Linked DNA regions of Gossypium hirsutum: regions 1 and 3 are each linked to region 2. A link is a contact called in public Hi-C data. All regions are on one chromosome and are shown on one strand. Each heading gives the region's core, a stretch centred on a gene start, on an enhancer-like site or on the middle of the called end of the contact. The rest is flanking DNA. Distances are from core to core; before and after follow the strand shown.

Region 1 (3,967 bases), core at 1,431-3,930, 140 kb after region 2:
CAACAATTCAATTGAGTAACATGCAACAACCATTTCATAATCAATTTGAAAACATATGTAATCCAATTCATATTCAATCCATTTCAATAATTCCATTTCCATTAGGTTACATTTTCACCTGAGGGAACATTAGTAAATCGAACTCAGATACACAAGGCTATATTTCCATACAAGCCGACAATGATCAAGGTTGCTCACACAAGCTGACATTTATGAATTTTCTCACATAAGCTAACATCATATTAAGGTTTCAAGTCTAGCCTAAACCAAAGATACATATAAACCGAGAATCCGCAACAAATGTTGGATCTCATATAATCATGTAAATCCCTGATCAATTCCTATTTGACCCTAATAGTAGGCCATGTGTATCCTAATCTTTTACTAAGTTCACACGAGCATCGCTATCGTAATCATATCATTTCAATCCTTGAATCAGTGTACATATTTTATACAAATCCTGTAAACATTCAATATTCATATAGGTACTTCGTACCAATTCATAATAACCACAATTTCATACTTTTACAATTCAGTCCATATGATGCCAAAATCACCAATTTAACATTTATATAAACTGATAAGCAAAATAAACATAATTCAACCTAGCATCAAATAAAATAGTAAGTTCCGTATGAACTTACCAGGTAAAACAACAAATAAAGGAGTTTTTAAGGATTAATCAACAATTTTTGCTTTTCCCCGATTATCTTCGATTTGGTTCATTTATCAATCTATACAATTATTCTATTCAATTTATCGATATCAATCATTTTATAACATCTCCTAATATTCATGAACTAGTCATCTCCTAATATTCATGAACTAGTTAAATTTCATTTTTCGAATGTCTCTAATTTTTTGCATTTTAGTCAATTTAGTCCATAATACCAAAATTGCCACAGTTTTCAATTTTGAACTTTGGTTTCGAACCCTATTTCAATTACATCCTTTTAGGGCCCTTTAATATCTATAATTACAAAAATTTCACATAAAAAATTCAATTTATTAGTTCTTTTTGACAAACTAGTAAATAAACTTTACAATATAGTCCTTTTTTCACACCTAAGCTTAAAATCTATCAATTTAACATCAGTTTATTTAAGAAATAATCAATGGAAACTTTCATAAACTTTAAAGTTTTTACAAATTAGTACATAGGCTAGCTAAATCAACTCTTATAACCTCAAAAACATAAAAATTGCAAGAAAGTGACTTAAAAATCATACCTAAATAAGGGTCAAATGCTAGAGGTTTGTAAATGACTTTCTCTAGGTTTTCTTTGGTGTACATTCGAGAGGAAGAAGAAAAATAAAGATGACAATCACTAAGTTGTCTTTCTTACTTTGATTAAAATTAATTAACCTAGTTTATTTACTTAACCTTAATCAATTTAAGCCTTAAGCATAATTAACCCAAGTGAGTGGACTCTAACATCATCCACCACCGTTTGGCCATTTAGAAATGGTCTAATTACATATCTAGTGCTTTGGCTATTTAAAAATTTATAGCGATAAACTTTTACAATTTAGTCCTTCTACCTTAATTAACTATCAATTCAACAAATGTACTAAACCAAACTTTAATATATTTCCATACTAGCCCCGTAAATATTAAATATTAATATTTACGAACTCGATTTGCGAGAATGAGGTTTCAAAATCGTTGTTTCTGACACCACTAAAAATTGATTTGTTACACATAATAGGGGTTGAATTATTTAATTATTCTTGAAAGCTTATATTGTTGTACGAGTAACTATTTATGTGTAAACTTGAAATATAATACCTAAGATTATTGGTTGAAATCGGGATTTTGTGTGGGATTTTTTCATAGGATCAAGAAATTATAAATAGGTATTTAAAAATGAATTATAAATAAGAGAAAAAATTAAAGCAAAGAATCGAACTTGCTTGGCGAATTCCATTTTTCAATTTCTTCTTCTGTTATGGTTAACTAGATGAGAGTTAATCCTCTTAATTTAGGGTTTTAATAGGTAAAGAGATGGTATGAGATGCCTCAAATGATGTTGGTCAACAATGAAGGCGATGATGTTTGTTGGTGGGTTTGATTTAGTTGATCGTAGGAATGCGTATGGTTATTGGTTCTCGGTTTAGGTTAGGTTATGGAGTATATTTATCAAGATTAAGAGTATAGTCTCGAATGGTGGTTAAGATGGAGTTAAGATTGGATCTCTAGGTTTCATTTTGGATAAAGTAGAAAAAAAAAGTCCAAGTTGGAAAAGGGAATAAAGTAATCAAAAGGTTAAAAAAAGATGTAAGATGTATTTAATTATGTGGCATTGATGTGGATAACCCGTCAACATTTAACAATAAAAATGTACCAAGTGTGATTTTCGTTAACCTTTAATGATTGATAACGATATAGTGATTAAAATGTTACAAAATAATAACATTAATAGTTAAATTATAATAAATTAAAATTAAATAACCAAAACATAAACTTAATCTAATGTAAGTAACTATTTTTACAGTTTATACAAGATAATAAAAGCTGTAGAAGTATTTTGCAAAATATTAAAGTGAAATGTTAAATTTGAGGGTAAAAGGTCCAAAATGAAAGATAAAGGACAAAGACTGAAAGGGTAAAATCAAAGTGGGCAATGTAGTAAATGTGGGATTATAAAGAACTGTTTGGTAACGCCGCGTGTTTCTGTCTCATCGTAAACATTCAACTCCCCACTTCGGATTTTCCTAGGCAAAAACAGTATATATAAAAACAACCTAAACGTGACCCTAAGCCTCTCCCCACCTAACCCACCTGCCCTTTTCTTTGTAATAATCGAACTCCCCTCCCGTCCTCTTTCCCGATTTGTCTTCTTCATTGCCCCGCCATGGCTTGTGTTAGCTTCGCTAAACTCAACGCGCCGTCATCCTCTTGGATCGGTGGCCAGCAGTCTCTCCCTCAACGCTCCGGATCATCCGCTCGGCTCGCCACTCGCAGAGTCTCACTCCCGATCCGTGCTGGCGCTTACACCGACGAACTCATCAAAACCGCCGTTAGTGTTTTCTTTGTTCTCTTTTATGTTTTGACTAGATTATTTCATATGATTTTTTATTAGAATTTTTTTTTGTTGGCTAAAGATCTATCATTAGTCATGAAATCCAATTAGTGATTCAGTTTTACTTGTAAATCAGTTGCATCTGCAATGAAATAATTATAAAAATATGATTTCGTTATTTTATATATTAGTATTTGTTTTCATATATAAAAATTCTGGTTTTCTGTGTCTTTCCATGACTACAGGAAGCTTTAAGATATTGATGGAATTCCTTTCTAAATACGAAGTTTGATTTATGACTCCTTTAACTAGGGACATTATAGCTGTTCTTTTTCATTGATGCTTGATGGAGACATGGAGATTTAAAATTTTAAATAGCCGGCTGCAGCACAATATTACTTTCGTTATTTACTGCAATTAATCGCAACAATATTTATTACGTTTGAAACTGTGACCGATTTGCAATCATAATTTGAATCGATGAATGGAGAATTATATGAGAGAATTTTTGGGTTGGCGAAGTTGCCTGATGAAAGGAAACTGTGATAAATTGTTTTTTATTTGTTTCTTTCTATGGTGTAGAAAACTATTGCTTCACCTGGTCGTGGAATACTGGCAATTGATGAATCGAATGCAACATGTGGGAAGAGATTATCTTCTATTGGCTTAGACAATACTGAACCCAACCGCCAGGCTTACAGACAGCTTCTGCTCACAACTCCTGGCCTCGGAGAATATATTTCCGGTGCCATTCTTTTCGAGGAAACACTTTACCAGTCAACTACAGATGGGAAGAAGTTTGTTGATGTCTTGCACGACCAGAAAATCGTACCTGGCATCAAAGTAGATAAGGTGACACTACTGAATTTCTACATTTATATGCGTGTGAATTTCTTTTGATGGTACTCATTAACTCAATCTTTTATATTCACGTGTTTTAGGGTT
Region 2 (4,102 bases), core at 43-2,542:
CTTGGGTTCTTATTTTTCTTTTTTCAAACAATATCACATAAAATATGCTTTTTTTTATTTACCTTAATAATAAACTAATAAGATTACCATAAAAGTAAAATCATAAAGCATCTTCACCCTCACTACTTCATGTAAATAAATAGCAATCTGGTCTTGACAATTTGTACACAAAGATAACTATTTTCTTATTGGACTAAAAAAAATACATAAAGTAAATAAAAAAAAGACTATTTACAGCAGTGAAAAAGAAAATTCTTCAAAAAAAATTTCTAAAGAAAAAAAAAACCCTACAACGGAGAAAAAGGGTTCTAAAAAGCAAAAGAAAAAATAGTGGTAAGAAAGAAAGTTGAATGACAACCCCCTCAAAACAAATAGTTGAAAACAAAATAATACCCAATCCAGCCGGAACCTGAGAAAAGGGGGGCAAAAACACTAAAATTCTAAAATCTTGGTCGGAATCTAATTAACCCAAAGAAAACCAGGCAAGCAAATCTTGACCGACGCGTCTCCGCGTGAAACCCACGCGCTGATCGATTTTGAGAGGGGATCGACAAACCGGGCAGTTAAATTTTAGTTGATCAAGCCAACCATCAAAGCAATCCTTATGAAATACATGGCAGCAATCGAGTTTCCTCACCTGCTCCCCATCTCTTAGGCTGCACAAGCACACAACACAATCAGAGCCCTTTCCTACCCCGCCGCCACAGTATTTGTAGGAGAAAGCCTTGTTTAAGTTGAGCTGCTCGGCGAGTACGATGAGACTGGCGAGACCGGAGCCAAGGACTCCAACATCGTCGATGGTAGTGGGCTGGTCTGGGCAAGGGAGAAGGCCAATCAAATGGAGGGAAGCAAAGAGGAGTCTTCGGAGATAACCGACGCAGTTAGCGATTATTGCTACGAGAAGAAGCGGGATCGAATCTGAGGACACGTCGTTCAGCTGGCTTTGTAATCCCATCTTTCTTTTTTAAGTTTCAGAAAATGTGGAAGTGAATTTGTAGAAAAAGAGTAGTAATATGTAATATGTGTGCGTGTATATATATTTATAAGTTGAAAGGTGGAATGGAAGAGATTAGATTTTATATAAGGGAAATAGAAGCATACAACGATAAGAAAGAAGAAAAGAAGAAAGAGATGATGTAGGGAAAAGAAGAGGAGAGGGGAGGAGAGGCTAAAGAACGGGAGATTAAGGCCATGTGTGGTGGGGTCCGCTTGTTGAAATTGTTTATTTCCTTTTTCCATGTTTTAATACTAACTTTGTTGTATACATCACAAGTTGTGTATTTCTGTATTCCTATTCTTATTCTTTATGTAACTTAAGATATCAATAACCTCAAACTTTTAATTTTTCAACCAACCATTTATGTTACATAAATTTTAACTTTTTATCTCCAACTTCTATTATTTTTATATTTTTTATGATTAGCAGTTATATTGTTTCTAGAATTAACGTGGGTCGGGACACCCATTCAACTTGAAGGTCCGTCTGAAAAGTGAAAAGATTTGAGTAAAAATATAGGCTCAAAAATAAGTCAGATGTCGAGTAAGATTTTTTGGCCCAAACTCAACCCGAATTGCCTAAAAGTTTTTTTTTGTTACCATTTTACTATTATATTGTTACTATTTTGTTGTTATTATTTAGATATTATATAACTCTTGTTTTATTGTTAATTTTGTTACAATTTTAGAGGTATTTGTTTGTTAAGTTGAAACTATTAGTGTTATTAAGTATCAATACTTTTTTAATATATTTTAAATTTGTTGGGAAATATTTATTTTAATATTTTTAGTGTATTTGATGTATTATATTTTTTAAATTTATTTTTATATAAAAACAATATAAAACTTTTAATACGGTAAGGCCAAATTGGGCTCAAGTTTAGTATTTTTTATCTGGACCAAGTTTGGATAAAATTTTAGACCCATTTTTTGAATCAAGTCGAGTCCAAACTTAAAAAATAGACCTAAAATTTGACATTGACCCTACTCGACCCATGATCTAAGTTTAATTGTCTCTGCAATTATTAGGTTGCTTAAATTCCGTTTATTTCAATTTAATAAAACAGAAAAATTGAAATGATTATAATTTTGTAAAATTAAAATTAAAATTTAATTTGGATATGAAAATATGTTATATGACACAATATTATAGGTCAAAGTAGTGGTAAGCTCCATATGTTATATTGAGATTATCAAATTGGTGTTATTAAAAAATTAACTTTTATTTTCTTCTTTTTTTAATTACAATAATAGAGTAAAATTCGAATATTTTTTTTTGAATTATAATAATAAGGTAAAATTCAAACAACTAACGTAACTAGCACGACTCGAACTTAGACTATATTTAGGATAGTGAATACCGTTGACCATCAGATCATCACATGAGATTTAATTTACATCAATTTCTAAAATAAAGTAACTTATAAGGTAAAATAGTTCATAAATGAATTTTGTTTGAAGTGCTAAGTTTTGTTTTGATTGCAACTTATGCATTTCAGATTGGATATGTGATATAAATAAGAAGAACACATTTTCAAGTGATTAATTAGCGTGTGTATATATATATAATTGTAGTCCTCAAATATGGACATAGAAATGTATGTTGGTGGGAGTGTGACCCAAATAAGTGGGAGATCTGAAGCACATGCAATGCACCATTTACCATAAACATGGTTACCTTTTGTCCAACTAATTGAATATATATAATCAGATGTCATAAATAGTTCTAAAACCCAATTCATCAACATTAATTAATATTCATGTGTGTTCACACTTTAAGACCTCATTCTCAATTAAGTTCCTTACTATTATTATACTTTTGATGTATTTTTAATATGAATGTCGGCTATTGATAAAGCTTGGACGGAAATGTGGCCTTCAACCCTTTGTTTATTCATCAAAAGAACTTTCGTGATTATAAAATTGGAGTGGATGGACAATTGGATAGACAATCCAGATTTGATGTAAATAAAAATCAATTAACCTAAATTATTTATTATTATATCAATAATTAGTTAATTTTATTTCATTATTTTAATTGATATTTTATTAGGTTAGTGAAAATTTTATGTAAAAATTAGATGTGATTTTGATTTTTTTGTATGTAATGTGGCTTTAGTTGAATTGATAAAGTTGAGATAATTAAAATTCCGATGTATTGAGTTCAAATCTCATTTTGTACATGTAATTTTTTCTTTTTAGAATTTATATAAAAAGTTAAAAAAATATATCTTCAAAACATATTTGTTGCTTTATAAAAATAAGGGTTTTTGGTAATTTCATAATTGAGTTGAAACCCGATTGATGGGTGGCATCAACTCAATAAAAGCCTTAAGAGGTCGAATCCTTCAGGAAAAGTCTTCCAAGTGTCGTCTGCCGAGTAATCAACCGATCCTCTAACAACCAAAGATATTATTCCTCCGTGGAGGGATTTTGTCCCTTGTACTCTGTTGAGAGCCAACATGTTGTGAGCAATTGCACTGTGGTCCTAGTTCATAGAGTCAAGAGTGCCTCGGTGTTGCACATACAAGTACAAAAAAAGAGAAAAACAAACTCTCAACTCAAATGAAAGAAGATGATTTTTATTGAACTGATGAATAACTCCAAATGGTTCTAGCCTTTTATATGCTTTACAATACCTAAAATTAGTAAGCTCAAAGCAAAAAATAGCAAAACTAAATACAAAAATAATCTTCAACCATATTTGGTAATCCCTAATTTTTAAAGATGATTTATTTACCAAATATAAAAATATCTCAACAATCCTTCCCTTGTACTTTTTGTTTAATACATATTTACTACTTGATGTCAAAGGCGAAGTATTTTCTTGAACTTTGACAAATGATGCCAACTTGAGAGGTTTGGTAAATACATTAGTAACTTGATCCTCACTTATGCAATATTCTAGTTCAATTCTCCTTCATTGCTAAGATCTCATAGAAAGTAATATTTTACATCAATATACTTGTTTCTTCCATGCAACACAAGATTCTTTGACAACTTGATGGCTGAGTTGTTATCAAAGAAAATTGTAGTTGTTCAAGGATTCTCCTAAGCCAAATAGGTTGACAAGCACAAGCTGTAGCAACAAAAAATTCAGCTTCTG
Region 3 (4,125 bases), core at 319-2,818, 210 kb before region 2:
CGTTTCCAAAATTTGAACTTAGATCCTCCCCTTCGAAGTGCAATGTACACCCAACCACTTATTGGTATATATAGGCCTCTTTAAGTGATCATATTTTGATAAACTTTAAACTCTTATTTAAAAATTAAAATTATCACATTAATTATATTGAGTATTTATCACAAAAAAAAAAAACCTTTATAAACATGTTTTCTAGTGGCTTTCAAACTCTCTCTAAGGATAATAATAAGGATAACAATAAGTAACTTCAACACTTTAAACTTCTCCCCTTCAAGTTAGTTGAATAGATGAAGGATGATTAATCTATATTGTAGCACGAAATTTCTTCCCCATTTGCTACTCAACATGATTAAATCATAAACCATATCATTAAAAAGTCAAACATGTTAGCTCAAAAACTTTGATTACACCAAAATTATTATTTTATCTGTCGTTCAAACATGAAGTGAGACAAGAGAAGTAGTCAAAATTCTAAAACATACAACTAGTATTATATATATAATACAAAAAATAAATATACTGAATTAATTTATAATTTATATTTAATAATAATTTTTTGCATTTTCCCTTTTTTTTAAATTTTTTTTCTCCTTTAAACTAAAATAAAAATAAATAAATTTTATTGGCTCATAAAATACTTCAAATATATAATTTTTGTTTCCCTTCTTATATTTCTTACTTTTTCTTTTTATTTATCTATACTGTACTACTTTATATTAGTTACTATAAATTTTATTTACACAAGTTTAATTATAAAAACAAAAGCAAATGAAATGAAAATAAAAATCTTTTTTATTAAGTAGGGTAAATAAATTGGAGTTTAAAAAATTCATGAGTAAACATAAATAAACTACCCATATTTTTTTTTAGTGTAGTAAACAAAATTTTAAAAAATATATTTTAAAAGAATGAGACAAGTGGTAATATTTAAATTTTGATTGCTGGAATTAAAATTTTTCACTCCTAATAAATCAAATACTAATGCATAAATGAATATCTATGCTAACTTAAAACTCTTACTTTAGTCTCATATCACAAATTAATTAAATACCAACTTAATTAAGTAAAACCAATAAAAAATAAACTTAATAGGGTTAAATATGATTACACTTTTTAATTATCTTATTAATTAATTTTTTTAAAATGATCGTTGCTTAAATATATTTTTACATTATTTTTTTCTTTTTCACCCACATAATAGGATATGTTATAAATTATAATTTATGATTTAAATTATTATATAAGTTGTTATTATTTATATTATTTATATAAAGGATAAAAGGAAAATAAATTTTTAAAATTTTAAAATATTTTAATTATAAAATAAAATATTATTTATTTATAAAAATAATAAAAGATAAATGAATAATAAAAACAATCTAAAGAACTGAATAACTTTAATTAAAAATATAATAATAGTTTGAGAAAAGTATCAATTACCCCCAAAATCATTCAAATTTTTCCTAGCGACTGACCCGACCGAACATGAAAACCAGTAGCTCTGGACCATCTGACTTTTGGGTTTGGGCCCTTTTCCGCGTAGCTTCAACATCACGCGGTTTCCATGACCTTTACCTACCATCTTATCTACACTCTTCTCGTGCCCTTTATAAATCCGCCTTCCCCACGGAGCAAGTCATCGATACGTGAGAGAGAGAGGGGTAGAGTGTTGATCTTTGAGATGTAGATCGGAACACTCCTTTTTGTGATTCCTTCTCTTCGTTTGCCCATTTCAGCTTCCTCCATCTATCTCGTGTTTCTCTCATCTATGAAATTTTCAAGCAGTAAGAGAAAGGGAGAGAGTGGTGTTGGGGGTTGGAGGTGTGGGAGAGTTGGGCAAGAATTATGACCTTTGTTCAATCCAAAGGGGCAATTCTTACCAACCCCTCCCATACCCTTGATTTCCAACCGTTGCTCCCCTTCCCTGCCTTGGGTCCATTCCCTTTTGTTTGCTTCTTTTAAGGTTTGGTTTCCTTTTCGTATAATTTTCTTCTTTAGTTCTTATAATTATTTTGTTTAAATTTCATAATTTTCCAAGGAGTTTCCTAGTGAATATTGGGTATTAGATCTGGTTGTGATTTTCAGAGAACAGCAACTAAGAGCTGCAGCTTTCATGATTTATAGGAGCTTGTAATATTTCATATGTTTGTTGACAAATTTAAAAGCCAGGAGCCCTGGGCTGGAGATGAATTCTGTAGAAATCTCCTGGAGGAAAACGAATCACGAAGTGTCCATTTGTGCCGTGGAAGAGGCCTAGAGGTGAGCCCATTGGCCGGAATTTGGGCCGAGTCCGACTAAAAATTGAGGCCCATTTACTAGGCCGGGGTTCGGCTTCATCCGGAAAATGAGTTTAAAATTTTATTTAAGCCCGATCAGAATAAAAATATTAAAATTTAAGCTCAATTTGGCCGTTTATATTATTTTTTTATATAATATTAAAAAATATATAATAAATTAAAAATATTAAAAATATCAAAATAAATATTTGTCAATAAATTGAAATTTTTTTAAAAAAATTATGTATATATAAATAATAATAAGATATATGTAAATTAATAGGTAAATATTTTTAAAATAATAATAAAATTAATAAATATCTTTAAATAATAATAAAATTAATAATAAAATAAGTTTTATTTAATATTCAAACAATAACAATAAAATAATATTAATATAATAGTAAAATGGTAGTAAAATAAAGAGAAAATAAAAAGAAATTAATATTAAAAAATATATATATTTTTTAGTGAATTATGGTTGGGCTCGAAAAAAAATACTTTACTCGAGGCTTAACTCGTTTTTTAAATAAATTTTATTTTTTTGTTTTTAAATAAATTTTATTTTTTTGTCTAAGTTTATTTTTTGATTTTATATTTTTGTTAAAATTCTCTCATATTTCGAGTGGACTTTCAAAACGGACCGGGTGACTCGACCAATGCTCACCACTAAAGAGGCCTCTTACATGTTATATTATTCTGACATGGTCTTATAAATAGAGTTTGTGTTAGCTTGGTTTCAACAATAAGTTTAAATTTTTGTCTAAATTTTATTTAGATTATATACACTAAATCTGGGCTCAACCCATGCCGTTTCATAGTAATCTTTTTTAAAAAAACTTACAATATAAACAAATTTTAAAAAATAAAACAAGTTTACTAAATATTTCTCAATAGTTTAAAGTTTAAAATAATTGTAATTAAAATAATAGTAAAAATAACAATAAATTAAATTAAGCAAAAATAATAAATTCAAAATATGATTTTTTTACTTAAATATTATAAAATAAAATAAAATAATTCGAAATGGTATCCCACCCTAATTAATTATGAGAATGAGTTGTTTGGGTAGGATGAAGGGTGGTGCAGAGGCGGCATCATTAATTTTTTTTGACAAAAATTAATTAATAAAAAAATTATATTGATGGAGGATAACTAATAGGCAGTACCAAAATAATCCATATAACTCAACATAACCCAAAAATTTGTGGTGTCTACCTGACAGGGACACTAAAAGTGCTGATCTTTTTGTGAAAATAGAAAATATTGTTGTTTGTGATTAAAATAGTGTTAATGTTTTCTCTTTTTCTTCATCATTGATTTTATAGGTATTATATTGCTGACCTTATACTTTTAGTTCAGGAGGTAGGTTCAATTTACTGGGTTTTGTTAACTTTTTTTTAGAGGTAGATTTTTGAATTATTGCAAGTTATCAAATTTCTTTTTAACATTTGCAAGTTTAATAATTTTTTATATTGGAAATAGAAAATCAAAATGAAAATATAGAACAGATTCAGTTGATGACCGAGACTTTGGTGCCGCTTCCTAGGTAGAAAATCAAAATAAAATCAATGAAGAAAGAAAAAGGGAAAACATTAACACTATTTTAATCACAAAAAGTAATATTTTTTATTTTCAAAAAAAAAAGAACAGAAAAAATACAAAGCATAAGTATAGGGTTTGTGAGACTACTTCTTTTGGTGCCGCTTGTCAGGTAAACACTACCAATTCTTGGGTTGTGTGTTGTGTTCGGTTATACGGGTTATTTTGGTGCCGTCTATTAGTTATCCTCCATCAATATAATATTTTTTTGGTTAATTGATTTTTGTCACTGTCAGAAAAAATGGGT

The links. Hi-C and Micro-C count contacts between places; a contact is called where the count stands out from the background.
Region 1: a Hi-C map of leaf shows a contact between it and region 2, with 2.3 times the contacts expected there. The contact joins the promoter of LOC107959985 here to the promoter of LOC107959984 in region 2. A contact is called at or near these places in 3 of 34 Hi-C or Micro-C datasets (callus and leaf).
Region 3: a contact with region 2 is called in a Hi-C map of leaf, with 1.8 times the contacts expected there. The contact joins the enhancer-like site here to the promoter of LOC107959984 in region 2. A contact is called at or near these places in 2 of 34 Hi-C or Micro-C datasets (both in leaf).

Annotation. Positions count from the first base shown.
Region 1 is chrA05:76,376,252-76,380,218 of Gossypium_hirsutum_v2.1, forward strand. It overlaps LOC107959985 (fructose-bisphosphate aldolase 3, chloroplastic), which reads left to right and starts at 2,681. Exons shown (of 6, transcript XM_016896179.2): 1 at 2,681-3,019; 2 at 3,605-3,874; 3 at 3,964-3,967. The coding sequence starts at 2,855.
Region 2 is chrA05:76,237,459-76,241,560 of Gossypium_hirsutum_v2.1, forward strand. LOC107959984 (E3 ubiquitin-protein ligase RHA2A) reads right to left here and starts at 1,293. Exons shown (of 1, transcript XM_016896178.2): 1 at 96-1,293. The coding sequence starts at 955. The coding sequence ends at 464.
Region 3 is chrA05:76,031,138-76,035,262 of Gossypium_hirsutum_v2.1, forward strand. No RefSeq gene overlaps it. Among protein-coding and RNA genes, the nearest start is that of LOC107959983, 44 kb to the left of the region's middle. Within about 2 kb of position 1,569, at least 9 of the 9 cell types and tissues checked have an H3K27ac peak or open chromatin away from gene starts, as enhancers often do. A contact at or near this core is called in leaf, where this site is marked.